2 separate regions of the Triticum aestivum genome follow, and region 2 is linked to region 1. Evidence: chromatin contacts called from public Hi-C data. All regions are on one chromosome and are shown on one strand. Each heading gives the region's core, a stretch centred on a gene start, on an enhancer-like site or on the middle of the called end of the contact. The rest is flanking DNA. Distances are from core to core; before and after follow the strand shown. Region 1 has its middle 180 kb from the start of LOC123114011. Region 2 holds the start of LOC123114013.

The links. A called contact is a pair of places that touch in the nucleus more often than the background predicts.
Region 2: a contact with region 1 is called in a Hi-C map of leaf, with 4 times the contacts expected there. The contact joins the promoter of LOC123114013 here to the enhancer-like site in region 1. A contact is called at or near these places in 2 of 5 Hi-C or Micro-C datasets (both in leaf) and 1 of 1 datasets of contacts at active chromatin or transcription factors (leaf).

Annotation. Positions count from the first base shown.
Region 1 is chr5B:663,100,483-663,107,109 of IWGSC CS RefSeq v2.1, forward strand. No RefSeq gene overlaps it. Among protein-coding and RNA genes, the nearest start is that of LOC123114011, 180 kb to the right of the region's middle. Within about 2 kb of position 3,064, at least 1 of the 8 cell types and tissues checked has an H3K27ac peak or open chromatin away from gene starts, as enhancers often do. A contact at or near this core is called in leaf, where this site is marked.
Region 2 is chr5B:663,282,589-663,289,215 of IWGSC CS RefSeq v2.1, forward strand. It overlaps LOC123114013, which reads right to left and starts at 2,476. Exons shown (of 7, transcript XM_044535358.1): 1 at 2,283-2,476; 2 at 1,903-2,174; 3 at 1,693-1,729; 4 at 1,516-1,613; 5 at 852-913; 6 at 229-352; 7 at 1-144. The coding sequence starts at 2,334. The coding sequence ends at 25. It overlaps LOC123114014 (receptor-like protein EIX2), which reads right to left and starts at 5,665. Exons shown (of 1, transcript XM_044535359.1): 1 at 2,741-5,665. The coding sequence starts at 5,665. The coding sequence ends at 2,834.

The DNA of each region.
Region 1 (6,627 bases), core at 1,814-4,313:
CATTTTGTTTCATGAACTTTTGTCTCCAACTAGAACAATGCCCCTACGTTGCAACATGATAAAAAAAATTCTAGTGCGTTAGCTTGTGATTTATCTGCTCATAATATGCGATTGTGTAAATAAATGTTCATCAAATTCTGTTTGTGATTTTTCTTATATTTTGATCGGAAGTGAATTACCTACCCAAAGCATGCGACTGTGTATATAAATGTTCATCAGATTTTTCCCATGATTAACCTTATATTTTGATTAGAAGTTTGCTAAGTAAATTGAAGTACAGTTGGTTTAGAAAATAAGTAAATTAAGATGATTAATTATTACACGGGGAAGGTTGGACGAAGGGGTGGTGGCAAGAAAAGTGAAATGAGAACCTTATGTTCTTTTTATGTAGTAGAAATGTATGAATTTGTTTCAATTTTGTGAACTTTTTTAAGTCTACACAAACTTTTGTCAAAATCCACTACTATCTTTTGTACGCGTAAACTTTTTTCAAATTCGACGACCTTTTGTTGGACTCTAGAATTTTTCAAGTTCACGAACATTTTTTAAACTTCATGATATTTTATTGTGGAGCTTTCTAATAAAAATTGTGAACTTTTTTCTTTCCAAATTTCATAACTTTTTGAACATATATGAACCTTTTCAAATCCGTGGTTTTCTCCAGTTAGTGCACTTTTTTCAATATCATGAACTTTCTCAACATCGGTGAACTTATTCAAATCCGTGAATATTTTTTAAACTCGCGAACTTTTCAAATTCTTGAACTTTTCTTCATTTGGTGAAATTTTTGAATTTCATGATTTTTTTTCAATCTGTGAACTGTTTCTAATCCGTGAACTTTTTCAAATTTATGAACTTTTTCAATTTCTTGAACTTCTTTCAAATCCGTGAATGTGTTTCAAATTCATGGACATTCTAAATTTGTGTATTTTTTCAAATTCATGAACTATTTTGAAGTTTCAACCTTTATTTCTGGACAGCTACCAACGAAAAAAGATCACGAACGACCAAACGAAAGAAACAGTTAACCTGAACCAACCAACAAAAGAAACAGTCCACGTGTGAGCTTTGTGAATGCAACCCGTATGGCGTGTTGTGGGCGCCAAATAGACTACTCAGCGCAAAGGCACTGATTAGGAGCTCTCAGAATTCCGTGTATAGGGAATGGATTTTTTTAGGCAAGTGCATAGTGAATAGATATATAACGCTCGTTGTGTCCAAATGTCGACGGAACGGATGAGGTCGTTGCGACTGAGCCGGCCCTTTACAGCAACATTCCTTCTTGGTACCCATGAAACAATACATTAGGTTTTTCAGAGGTTCAACTATTTTCTTTTTCTTTCTCCATTATTCATTTCTTGTTTTCTTATTATTTAAGGGTCTATTTTTCCATTCTGGGTTTTTTCTTGCCTTTTTCTTTTTTAGTTCTTCATTTATTTGGTTTTCTTCTTTTTGTTTTTTAAGTGTCCACACATCTTTTAAAAAAATGATCAACACATTTTTTAAATATCAAGTGTTTTATTAAATTTTCCATAATTTATTTTTAAAAAATCATGTATTATTTTAAATTTATATGTTATTTATTTAAATGTCCAAGAACTTTTTAAAGGGCCAAACATATAAAAAAATGTTAAACATAGTTTAGAAAATGTTCACCGTTAAAAAACGCTTTAGCAATTTTAGTAAACTGACACATTTAAAAAAATCCCCATGTGATTTGTTGAAGTACATGTAATTACTCATATTTTTTTGAAATAAATGTCCAACACTTTTTATGAATATATTTCTGTAATAAAAAATGTATTAGACATATTTCTAAATATATTTTTATTATAAAACGGAAACAGAATGAGAATCGGATTAAAATGGAAAAAAAGTAGTAGGAAATTTTGCATATGCTCACCGCCAACGTTGAACTAGGCCGGGCCCATGGTAGGCACCTTGTGCGTCTGCTCTATTATCAGGCCGATAAGCACGAGTCAAATAGGTGGTAATCAATGGGTATCAAATATGTAGTCCTGGGCCCGTTTGTCAATCATGTTGGTTAATGTGTCACATGTAGAGACACTAATAGATAAATATGTTATAGCAGAAGGATTGAAGTACAAAATAGCGAAAATGACAATGACCTCTTTATTGCAGTTACCAATATATTTGAGGAAAAATAGAAAATTACCGTCATCACCGAGCGAGAGGATGATGATGTTTGCCGTTTATTGGAGGGTGCCAATGCACACAGTGCTGGCCGTCCTGACTTCGGTCTTTTATAGATGTTGTGTGACGTGTGAGTCGATCTCTCCAAGACATAGGTGTGAAAGGCAATCGACAATACATAGCACATGGCTGAAATGGGATCAGGGAAGGAGAAATCAGGCAACAAAAAGAGAGATCTCCGAAGCATGGATTTGTTTCTTCTTCTTTCCTTTTTTGGAAGGGAAAAAGCTTCTTTGCACTTTATTGCGGAACCAACAGAGTTACATAATTCAATACATGTGTAATCAGAAACATAGGCGGATCGTCATCCCACAGAACATCATGCTACTGCATATGCATGTCTGGCTAAAAAGTGTGCCAAGACATTGGCTTCTCTAGGACAACACTGAAACCGAATCGACGATCTTTCACGAGCAAGTTGGAAGCAGTGTGCCATGATAATTGAATATGACGCCAAAACATCAATGTCTCTATTACATGTATTGACGATCTCCAAGCTACCAGCTTTAATGATAACTTTCTTGTTGAGGGAATTCCTTTTCTTTTGCTTGTTGAGGGAGTAGAAGATAGCTAACCTAACCACGATTGGTACGTGCCTGAAGTACGGAGACTCGTTCCACGGGCATGCCAGATCGTTCGCTGCATCTAGTGTTCACGGTCCCGTGCTTTGCAATGGTAGACTGCCCTTCCGTTGCTCCCCGAGAATCGCGAAACGGATCGCTCTCGTGTTCACATGGATACGGGCACGGTCAACGGCGCCCCGGCCGGCGAGCACTGTGTCTGCCTACCAGGTGGCGGCGGCCAGCCGGCAGCATCTCGCCCGGTGGTCTGCGCCGTGGAGGTGATGACTGATGACAGTGACGGCGAGCATATTTATTTTGATTTTTCCCGACATACCAACACGATGTGTCACTGTATACGTATAAGGCGTCGGCTGACTTGTGCCAGACTAGTCCCCCTCCACGTAAACGATAAAACGAGGCAGGTCGAGAAATACCAGAAAACAGAGCAATCTTTGTCGGTAGGTAGACAAGAGAATCTTCACGTGGTTTCACGATGGTAGCTTGCCGCGTAAGTACTACGTATAAGTTCTCTGTATTTGGAGCTTCCTGCGTATTATAAGACCCAGTTCTCGTAGGCGGTTTAAAAAATGAGTTTGCCTTTTTCTAACTTATCAACGATATCTGAAAGACGAAACGTGTGCTGGGCTTGTGGTTCGTAGATGGCGGGTATGGTTTCCTCCTTCGGGGTCTTAGGCGTCGTGGGGTGTCAGATCTGGAGTTCGATGACGTGTCCGGAGTGTTGCCCCAGTCTGATTCGTTCAACGACAAGGGTTTTATGTTTGGTGAGCCACTTTGGAGGTCCGCAAAGCTGCATATCAGCGATGGAGCCGTGTCGAGATTGGGTGAGGAGGTAATCCGTCATTCTTTTCTTCGGTGACTGTTGTGGTGGTGCCGGAGGCAGGTGAGGGAGTCCTGGATTAAGGGGTCCTTGGACAGCCGGACTATATACTTTGGCCGGACTGTTGGGCTATGAAAATACAAGATAAAAGACTTCGTCGCGTGTCCGGATGGGATTCTCCTTAACGTGGAAGGCAAGCTTGGCGATTCGGATATTTAGATTCCTTTCTCTGTAACCGACTTTGTGTAACCCTAGCCCCCTTTGGTGTCTATATAAACCGGAGGGTTTAGTCCGTAGGACAAGAATCATAATCTCATAGGCTAGACTTCTAGGGTTTAGTCATTACGATATCGTGGTAGATCAGCTCTTGTAATACTCATATTCATCAAGATCAATCAAGCAAGAAGTAGGGTATTACCTCCATAGAGAGGGCCCGAACCTGGGTAAACATTGTGTCCCCCCTCCTATTACCATTAGCCTAAGACGCACAGTTTGGGACCCCCTACCTGAGATCCGCCGGTTTTGACACCGACATTGGTGCTTTCATTGAGAGTTCCGCTGTGACGTCGAAGATAGGCTGGATGGGTCGCCTTGTTATCAAGGACAACATCACCTCTGGGGGAGCCCTGGCCTCGGGGCCAAACCCTCCGGCTGGGCGGCTTCACTATGACCGCCCGTTCGGCCGTCGGGCCGACGATGACTTCTCCGGTCATCAAAAATCGCCTCCGCGTCAGCTCAGAATACACCTAACAGATGAATCCGACGGAGTTGTCGTCTTTAAACGAACTCCTGGATCGCATCGCCGCCTTAGGAGTTGATACGTCTCCAACGTATCTATAATTTTTGATTATTCCATGCTATTATATTACCTGTTTTGGATGTTTATGGGCTTTATTTTACACATTTATATATTTTTGGGACTAACCTACTAACCGGAGGCCCAACCCGTATTGCTGTTTTTTTTTGCCTATTTCAGTATTTCGAAGAAAAGGAATATCAAACGGAGTCCAAACAGAATGAAACCTTCGGGGGCGTGATTTTTGGAACGAACGCGATCCAGAGGACTTGGAGTGCAAGCCAAGAAGCAGCCGAGGCGGCCACGAGGGTGGAGGGCGCGCCCACCCCTACAGGGCGCGCCCCCCTATCTCATGGGCCCCTCGGGCGGTCACCGACCTACTTCTTCCTCCTATATATACCCACGTACCCCGAAAACATCCAGGAGGAAAAAGAATTTCCACCTCCGTAACCTTCTGTATCTGCGAGATCCCATCTTGGAGCCTTCGCCGGCGCTCCGCCGGAGGGGAATCGACCACGAAGGGCTTCTACATCAACACCATAGCCCCTCCGATGAGTTGTGAGTAGTTTACAACAGACCTTCGGGTCCATAGTTATTAGCTAGATGGCTTCTTCTCTCTTTTTGGATCTCAATACCATGTTCTCCCCCTCTCTTGTGGAGATCTATTCGATGTAACTCTTTTTGCGGTGTGTTTGTTGAGATCCGATGAATTGTGGGTTTATGATCAAGTTTATCTATGAGAAATATTTGAATCTCCTCTGAATTCTTTTATGTATGATTGAGCTAACTTTGCAAGTCTCTTCGAATTATCAGTTTGGTTTGGCCTACTAGATTGATCTTTCTTGCAATGGGAGAAGTGCTTAGCTTTGGGTTCAATCTTGCGGTGTCCTTACCCAGTGACAATAGGGGTTGCAAGGCACGTATTGTATTGTTGTCATCGAGGATAAAAAGATGGGGTTTATATCATATTGCATGAGTTTATCCCTCTACATCATGTCATCTTTCTTAATGTGTTACTCTGTTCTTATGAACTTAATACTCTAGATGCATGCTGGATAGCGGTCGATGTGTGGAGTAATAGTAGTAGATGCAGGCAGGAGTCGGTCTACTTGTCACGGACGTGATGCCTATATACATGATCATGCCTAGATAATCTCATAATTATTCGCTTTTATATCAATTGCTCGACATTAATTTGTTCACCCACCGTAATACTTATGCTATCTTGAGAGAAGCCACTAGTGAAACCTATGGCCCCCGGGTCTATCTTTTATCATATAAGCTTTCAATCTAATTTTATTTGCATCTCTACTTTTCCAATCTATATCATAAAATACCAAAAATATATTTATCTTATCATACTATTCTATCATATCTCACTTCCGCAAGTGGCCGTGAAGGGATTGACAACCCCTTTATTGCGTTGGTTGCGAGTTCTTTGTTTGTTTGTGTAGGTGCGTGGGACTTTTGAGGAGCCTCCTACTCGATTGATACCTTGGTTCAAAAACTGAGGGAAATACTTACGCTACTATTGATGCATCACCCTTTCCTCTTCAAGGAAAACCAACGCAAGCTCAAGACGTAGCAAGAAAGATTTCTGGCGTCGTTGCCGGGGACGTGCGATTTCCACCAAGTCAAGTCAAGATTCGACCTCCCACCAACGTGCGATTTCTGGCGCCGTTGCCGGGGAGGTCTTCGCTCAAGTCAAGACATACCAAGTACCCATCACAAACTCATCTCCCTCGCATTTACATTATTTGCCATTTGCCTCTTGTTTTCCTCTCCCCCACTTCACCCTTGCCGTTTTATTCGCCCTCTCTTTCCCAATCTTCTCCTCTCTCTTCCGCTTGTCTTTTGTTTGCTCGTCGTTATGGCTAGTTCCTTGTCCACTCCTATGTCTCCCAAGTTTGAAGTTCTTCACTTCAAGCAAAGGCAAGGAGAAAACTTAAAAGATGCTTGGTATAGGATGATGGAATCTTGTCGTAATTGCACCCTAGAGGTGAATTTTAGAATTCTTCTTTGCAATTTTTATGTTGGGCTAAATATTTCGCATAAACAACTCTTGGATTGCATTGCCAAAGGAAATTTTATTGAAATTGATCCTAGTATTGCGCATGAAATAATAGAGGGAATAGTGGGAACACTACCTCAAAAAGGGGGATCGTATCCTACCCAAGAAGAAACACAAGTGTTTGAAAAGATTTGCGAAGTAACAA
Region 2 (6,627 bases), core at 1,226-3,725, 180 kb after region 1:
TACTTATGCTCCTTAACCGATGACTCAAAACCGGGCTGTGACCTTGGAGAACAGCGCTTTGAAATCTTTCGTTGGGGTGCCCTCACCTTCAGGCTTCGAAGCCAAATCGAATGCCTTGAACTTTACCTCTTCATACTGCAGGGCCTGTTTTAAGAGGGTAAATATTCAGAATGGTTGTCCTCAAGTGTGTCCACAGAATACGGTTGCAGCAATTATCAAATGTTATACCTGAACACAAACTTCAGCCACATCAGCCCTAGGAATCGCCTTAGTGTCAGTCTGGAGAAGCTCATCATCCTTCCCGACAATCAGCTCCCTCACTCCCCCATCTTTGTCTTGCAGACCACCAGGCCTAAATTGAAGGAAACGAAGAAAACGATAGCACATTATGTATCAGCGAATAGTTAACCTGTTCTAGTGTTCTTGTGCATATTAGCACAATGCACTTCTATTCTAGCTTCACAAAAACTACCTATCCAATTTAACTGCAGCAGTCCAACTGTGAAACATGTAGCATAAATTTTAGACAATTCAAGAGAGATGGTAATTAACTAATTAGATGAGCAAAAACTACTAGATCGCACCGAGTGTTTGCCTCACCCCTTTATATGTCACTCATTGTCTCATTAAATGTGGAGGTGGATCCACCTTTTCTTTGAGGCATTCAAAGGTATTTAGTGGTACACAAGGAACTATTCCAAACTTCTATAGCAGATCTTCAGTCTTATCCAAAGTGATTGATATTTAGTGTAATTAAGTACACCACTTCAGAAAGGTGGGCAACTCTGTTTCAAGAATAATTGATCTGAAGGATGCCTTTTTATCCAAACTGGTGCATGTTCTTTATGTACCTTATGATTGTATAAGGAACTCCACTGTCTGCCAGATACTGTTCAGACTTGCGCTTCCAGACCTACATCAAGATCAATAATCAAGATTTCACATTTTCAATAATATAATCGTCTGAATTTGCAAAATGAATTTGTCTCAGTGGCTTATTAGATCAACGGTACCACGACTAGCTGAGTACGCACTGTATCTTTTATTTCTATCTTTCCTTCATTGTTTTATTTGGATGAGACAAAATGAAGCTTCGATGAAAACAAAACAAAAGCAAGACTTTCTGAAATGAACATTCCAGCCCAATAGAGAGGATACAGAACTTCCAAATTTTAGCTATGACAGGAACTTAATATTCAGAAAGGTCTATTTGCAAAACTTTCTTCATTAAGTTGTTTTTTCCTGTATTATGGATCTAACTGTTGTAAATCTATCGACTGAACATTTTTATGGCGAACCTGTCAATAGTCAAAACTCACAAATCTATCAACTGAACATTTCTATGACGAACAATCCTTCAGATTTCTGAGACAGATGGCTCATCTGCTGCCAAGCAATGTTCAGAGAATGGTACTAAGGCTTTCCAGATAATAAAGTTTTTCGTGGAAGCACGAGCAAATGAACTGCAATGAAGTAAAGGTGAAGAGACATATAGACTCGTCTACAATTACTTACCAGTATATTGCCATTGCCAAGGCTGTTCAATGGATGGTTGGGATTTGTTCCCCCCATGGATCCCACCAACACTATGTGCTTCACACCGGCTGCTTTTGCTGTCCAACACACAATCCCACTCATCAAACATTCAGATAAACCTATCACATATAAATGCAGAACCAAGAAGAAGCTTACCAGCATCAATCTGATTCTTCTGCCCAATCCAGTCCACCTGCCACACATCCACACCAAAATTCATCACTATTTAATAACCGATAAAGATTTCAGGATGTGGCATGTCACTGAAACACAGAGGAGACACATCCTGAAACTGTACTTATTATGGGAGCGGCACACTCTGAATCCAAATTGTGGTACAGTACAGTACAGAGAAGAAACCCCAACCTGCTCAGGGTAGGCTCCGTCCTCGTAGTAGAACTCGGGCCGGCCGCCCTTGGTGGGGTCGAACCCCGGCTTCATCTTGGGGGAGGCGCTGGTGAGGATGACGAGCGCGTCGGCGCCCTGCACGGCGGGCGCGAGGTGCTCCGCCTCCCTGATGTCGGCCACGTAGACGTCGTCGGCTCCCCCGATCTTCTGCTTGCTCTCCTCCGACCTCACCAGGCCCCTCGCCGCGAACTGGTCGGATCTCTCCCTGAGCTTGCTGAACACGATTTGGCCTGCGATCGACTCGACGAGCGTTAGGACCGGAATTGCCCGTCGTGGCAGGCGGATTCGTCGGGTTTTGGTCGGAGAAACGGGCGGGGAAGGAAGGAGGGAAAGGGTATCTGTGCGGCCGCCGGCGCCGGTGACGAGGACGGTGGGGCGGGGCGCGGCCATGGCCGGAGGGTGGTGGCGCGGTACTGCAGGCTAGCTGGCCGCGAACTGCAGAGCGCCTGGACGCAGCCAAGTGCCGATGTGTCACGAGAGAAGCGGCGAAGGATGAGACGACGCCGATACTCTCTCTGGATTTGTCTAGAAGGCCGTGCCGACCGACCGACCTGACATGCCAGGAGGGCGCGCGGCGTGGAGGGCGGCCACGTCGCGCCTGACTGCTTTACGCTTTCTTCGAAGCAAGGCGCCTTTCTCTCCCCACACACGGTCATCATACCATAGAGATCAACATCTTTATTCGTTATTACACATGTTTAAGATTTCATACACATCAAAGGTAACTCATGGTTTACCATACAAACCGAGTGACTTGCACACGAAAGAAGAGCAATACATTACATTTACAGCGGACAAGAAAGGTGAAATATTGTTACAACCCCATATCATATTGTGCCGAAATGGAAGCTCCGGCTATTGTGACCACAGACCCTAATGATCTCAGCTTCTACTGCTCTTCTCTTGTGAATGAAGCCCAGCTCATCGCCACTCGCACGTAGACCCAATCACACACGCGGTCGAACAACGAGAACCAAATAATTCTCCAGCTCCTCTTGAATAAGAAGCTGCAGAAGATGATCCAGAGACCTGCTACGAATCCCGTGCCAATGCCGAGGTATAATGACAATGCTTTGCTCATGCCCTCATGCTGATTTTCAGGAGTCCATGGAGTGATTTCCGTTCCCGAGCAATTCTTTGATACAGGCGGACCACAAAGACCTGGATTGCCAGCATAGATTGACGCATCATCTAAAGTTTGTAACTGATTGCCAGAAGGTATGGTTCCTGTCAGATTGTTGTACGGTAAGTTCAAGTGGGCAAGTGAAGTTAGATCTGCCATACTCGCCGGGATTTCACCAGAGAGCTCATTGTGTGAGAGGTCCAAAGATCCCATTGCACGTAGCTCCCCAATAGTCACAGGGATTGTGCTGCTAAGGTGATTCCGTGACAGGTTCAAGTTTGTCAATGCAGTGAGCATGCCGATTTCATGAGGAATCTTCCCTGTCAAACTGTTGCAAGAGAAATCAATGTTTACCATATATGCGATTCCTGTTGTGTATTCCAACTGCTGACCTTTTGTGACCACCGATAAACTATGAGTATAAGCATTAGTGTACTTGTAGACGGAGACAAGCCCAAAGTTGACAATTTTGAAAAGGGCACCATCTTGATCGGGAGTATGAGCCATAGCTATGAGATTCCCAAGCGACTGTGGTATGTTCCCTGAGATGTTGTTGCTTGCAATGTCTAGATATTGAAGCCCATGCATCCTGGTCAGTTCGCCAGGGATGCCACCAGAGAGCATGTTTGACCGCAACCGCAGAAATGCCAAGGATGGTAGCTTTGAGCCGATCCATGTCGGTAAGCTCCCAGAAAATTCATTGTATGCGAGATCAAGGAATTTTAGCTCTTTACACCTCTGAAGAAATGGTGGGATTCTTCCTGAAAGATTGTTGTTATTCAAGTTAAGCATGGTCACGTTTGAAGTTTTGGGTGCACGGAGGCAATTGGCCAATGTCCCATTTAGTTTGTTCTCTGATAGATCTAGAAACTGCAAATTTTGCAGCTCAAAGAGGGAGCATGGAATGGTCTCAGAAAAGGAATTTTTGAAGAGCATGAGTATTTCTAGCCCTGGTGCTCCGATATCTGATGGCAATGCACCAGATAGGTTGTTCCCAGAGAGGTCCAACAAGCCGAGGTTCATTGGGAGTGTTGGAATCGGGCCAACGAGCTGGTTAGAACTAATATCCAGTATAACAGCTTCCATTCCACCAAACAGAAAATATGTGGGCAGCATGCCATAAATCTGATTTTCCGATAGATCCAGAACTCGACAACGGTACATTCCAATCCAAAAAGTACCAGGAATGGAGTCATGTATGCTTGTGTTTGAAATATCAAGGGTGTGTAGTGTTTGTTGGATAATCCATGCCGGAAACTGGGGGCCTAGGATGCAAGATCTAAAGCCCGCTGACGTTAAGCTGAATGGAGTGCTCCATGTGTTGTTGACCAACATAGTTATGGAATTACCAGAGAGCCACAAATTTTGCAGGCTAGTCATATTGGTGAAATGGTCCTGGGTGACTATACCATGCAGATTGTTTGAGTCCAACCACAGGTCCACCAAATTTGTGAGTTTTCGTATACCGACAGGTATCTCTCCGAATAGTTTGTTATTATTGAGCCAAAGTGTGGACAAGCTGCTAAATTTTTCTAGCCGATCTGGAAGAGTCCCTGTCAAATTGTTGTGGTCCAAATACAACTCTTGTAACTCATCCCCTGGCAATCTATAAAATAGATCTTCCGTACCCCCGCCAATGAAGTTTTCCGATAGACGGAGTGCTTGTAGTCTCTTGAGTTTCTTGAAGGTGGATGGCACCATGCCAAAGAAGTTGTTTTCTATGAGGGACAATGATTGAATGGAGGTCAAGTTTTCCACTGCGTCAGGGATAGAACCCACGATTCCGCATGTATCCATGTAAAAAAGTTGGAGAGCAGGTAGCTCCCAAGCCAAGTAGTTGGCTCCAAAGGACGAGTTAAAGGAATTGGAGTCGAGGTCAAGGGTTTCTAGTGACGTGAGATTAGAGTGCAACGGTAGAGGCATAATGTTACGAAGCCCACAAGATGTTAGCTCAAGGGTTACCAGAGAGGGGAGCATGTTGACATCATGAGTCCAGTTGACGGCAGCGCTAAGGTCCACCTCAGCCATGTCGAGGTGTTGTAGCTTCTGTAGGTGCGTCACCCATAAGAGATCGGGCGAGTAACAACCCAGAATTGAGAGGTCAAGACTGAGCAGATTCGAGAGGTTCCCGAGGTGAGGAGGGATTCGCCCACCGAAGAACGAATCAGTGAGGGCGAGATGAGTCAGGCTCCGGAGGTCACCGATGAATTCAGGAATGGATCTCCCACCAAAGTAGTTTGATGAGAGGTCCAGGTGCTTGAGATGTCGTAGAGTGAGCAAGGAGGAGCTTATCTCACCTCCGATTGCTCCGTAGCTGTTGACCTGGAGCTTGACGACATGGCCGGTCCGGTTGTTGCACCTGACGCCCATCCACCGGCAGCAGTCCTCGTCGGCCCGCCACGACGAAAGGTAGTTGCTCGGGTCGGTGAGGCCGGCCTTGAAGGCGAGAAGCGCATCTCGCTCGCGGGGGATGCAGAGGGTGCCCGGTGCTGATGGCGGTGGCGGCGGCCGGAGTGCAGGCAGGGCTGGGGCTGACGAGCTCCGGAGGAAGATGAGGCACCACGTCGCCAGGAGGATCGCCGGCCTTGGGCCGGCCATTTTGGGTAGTGGGCGTACGAATGGGTAAGTACGAGTGTGTGCAGTACGTACTTTGCCTCGGCCATGCACGCCTGGATTTAAGGAGCTAGCAGAGTTCGTTCGGTCCACCCTTGTGAGCGTCAAAGTGCCCTGCGCGCTACGCCAGCTCGATCGGCAGGTAGTAGTAACATCGAAACCCCGTCCACCGGGTCTGATGAGTACTGTGAAGGGTACATATGAGTTGACTGACCCAGCGCATAAAAATTCCACAGACCAACTATTGGGTGATGGCGAAGCGCGCCAAATCTTGAACTCCGAAGAGACAAGAAATAAAGTCTACTAGTGAAAATGACTGTTTCCTATCAATAAAGTTTAGCTTTAGCGACCAATGAGCCCGGTCAATACGTGCTATATCCAGCGGCAGCGCCAGGAATTAGGCAAGCCCCAGGCCGACCCAGGCAGCCTTCGTTCACTGTAGCTAACTGTAAAAAATTTCTACGCATCACCAAGATCAATCTATGGAGTCATCTAGCAACGAGAGATAGGAGTGCATCTACATACTCTTGTAGATCGTGAGCGGAAGCGTTCAAGAGAACGGGGTTGATGGAGTCGTACTCGTCGAGATCCAAATCACCGATGATCCTAGCGCTGAACGGACGGCACCTCCGCGTTCAACACACGTACGGTTGGGAGAGACGTCTCCTCCTTCTTGATCCAGCAAGGGGGAAGGAGAGGTTGATGGAGATCCAGCAGCACGACGGCGTGGTGGTGGAAGTAGCGGGGATCTCGGCAGGGCTTCACCAAGCTCAACGAGAGGGAGAGGTGTTACGGGGGGGGGGGGGGGGGGGGGGGAGGAGGAAGGCGCCAGCGGCTTGGGTGCGCAGCCCTCCCTCCCCCCTCTTTATATAGGGGCCCCGGGGGGAGGGGGGGCGCCGGCCCCCTAGAGATCCACTGTCAAGGGGGGGGGGGCAAAGGAGGGAACT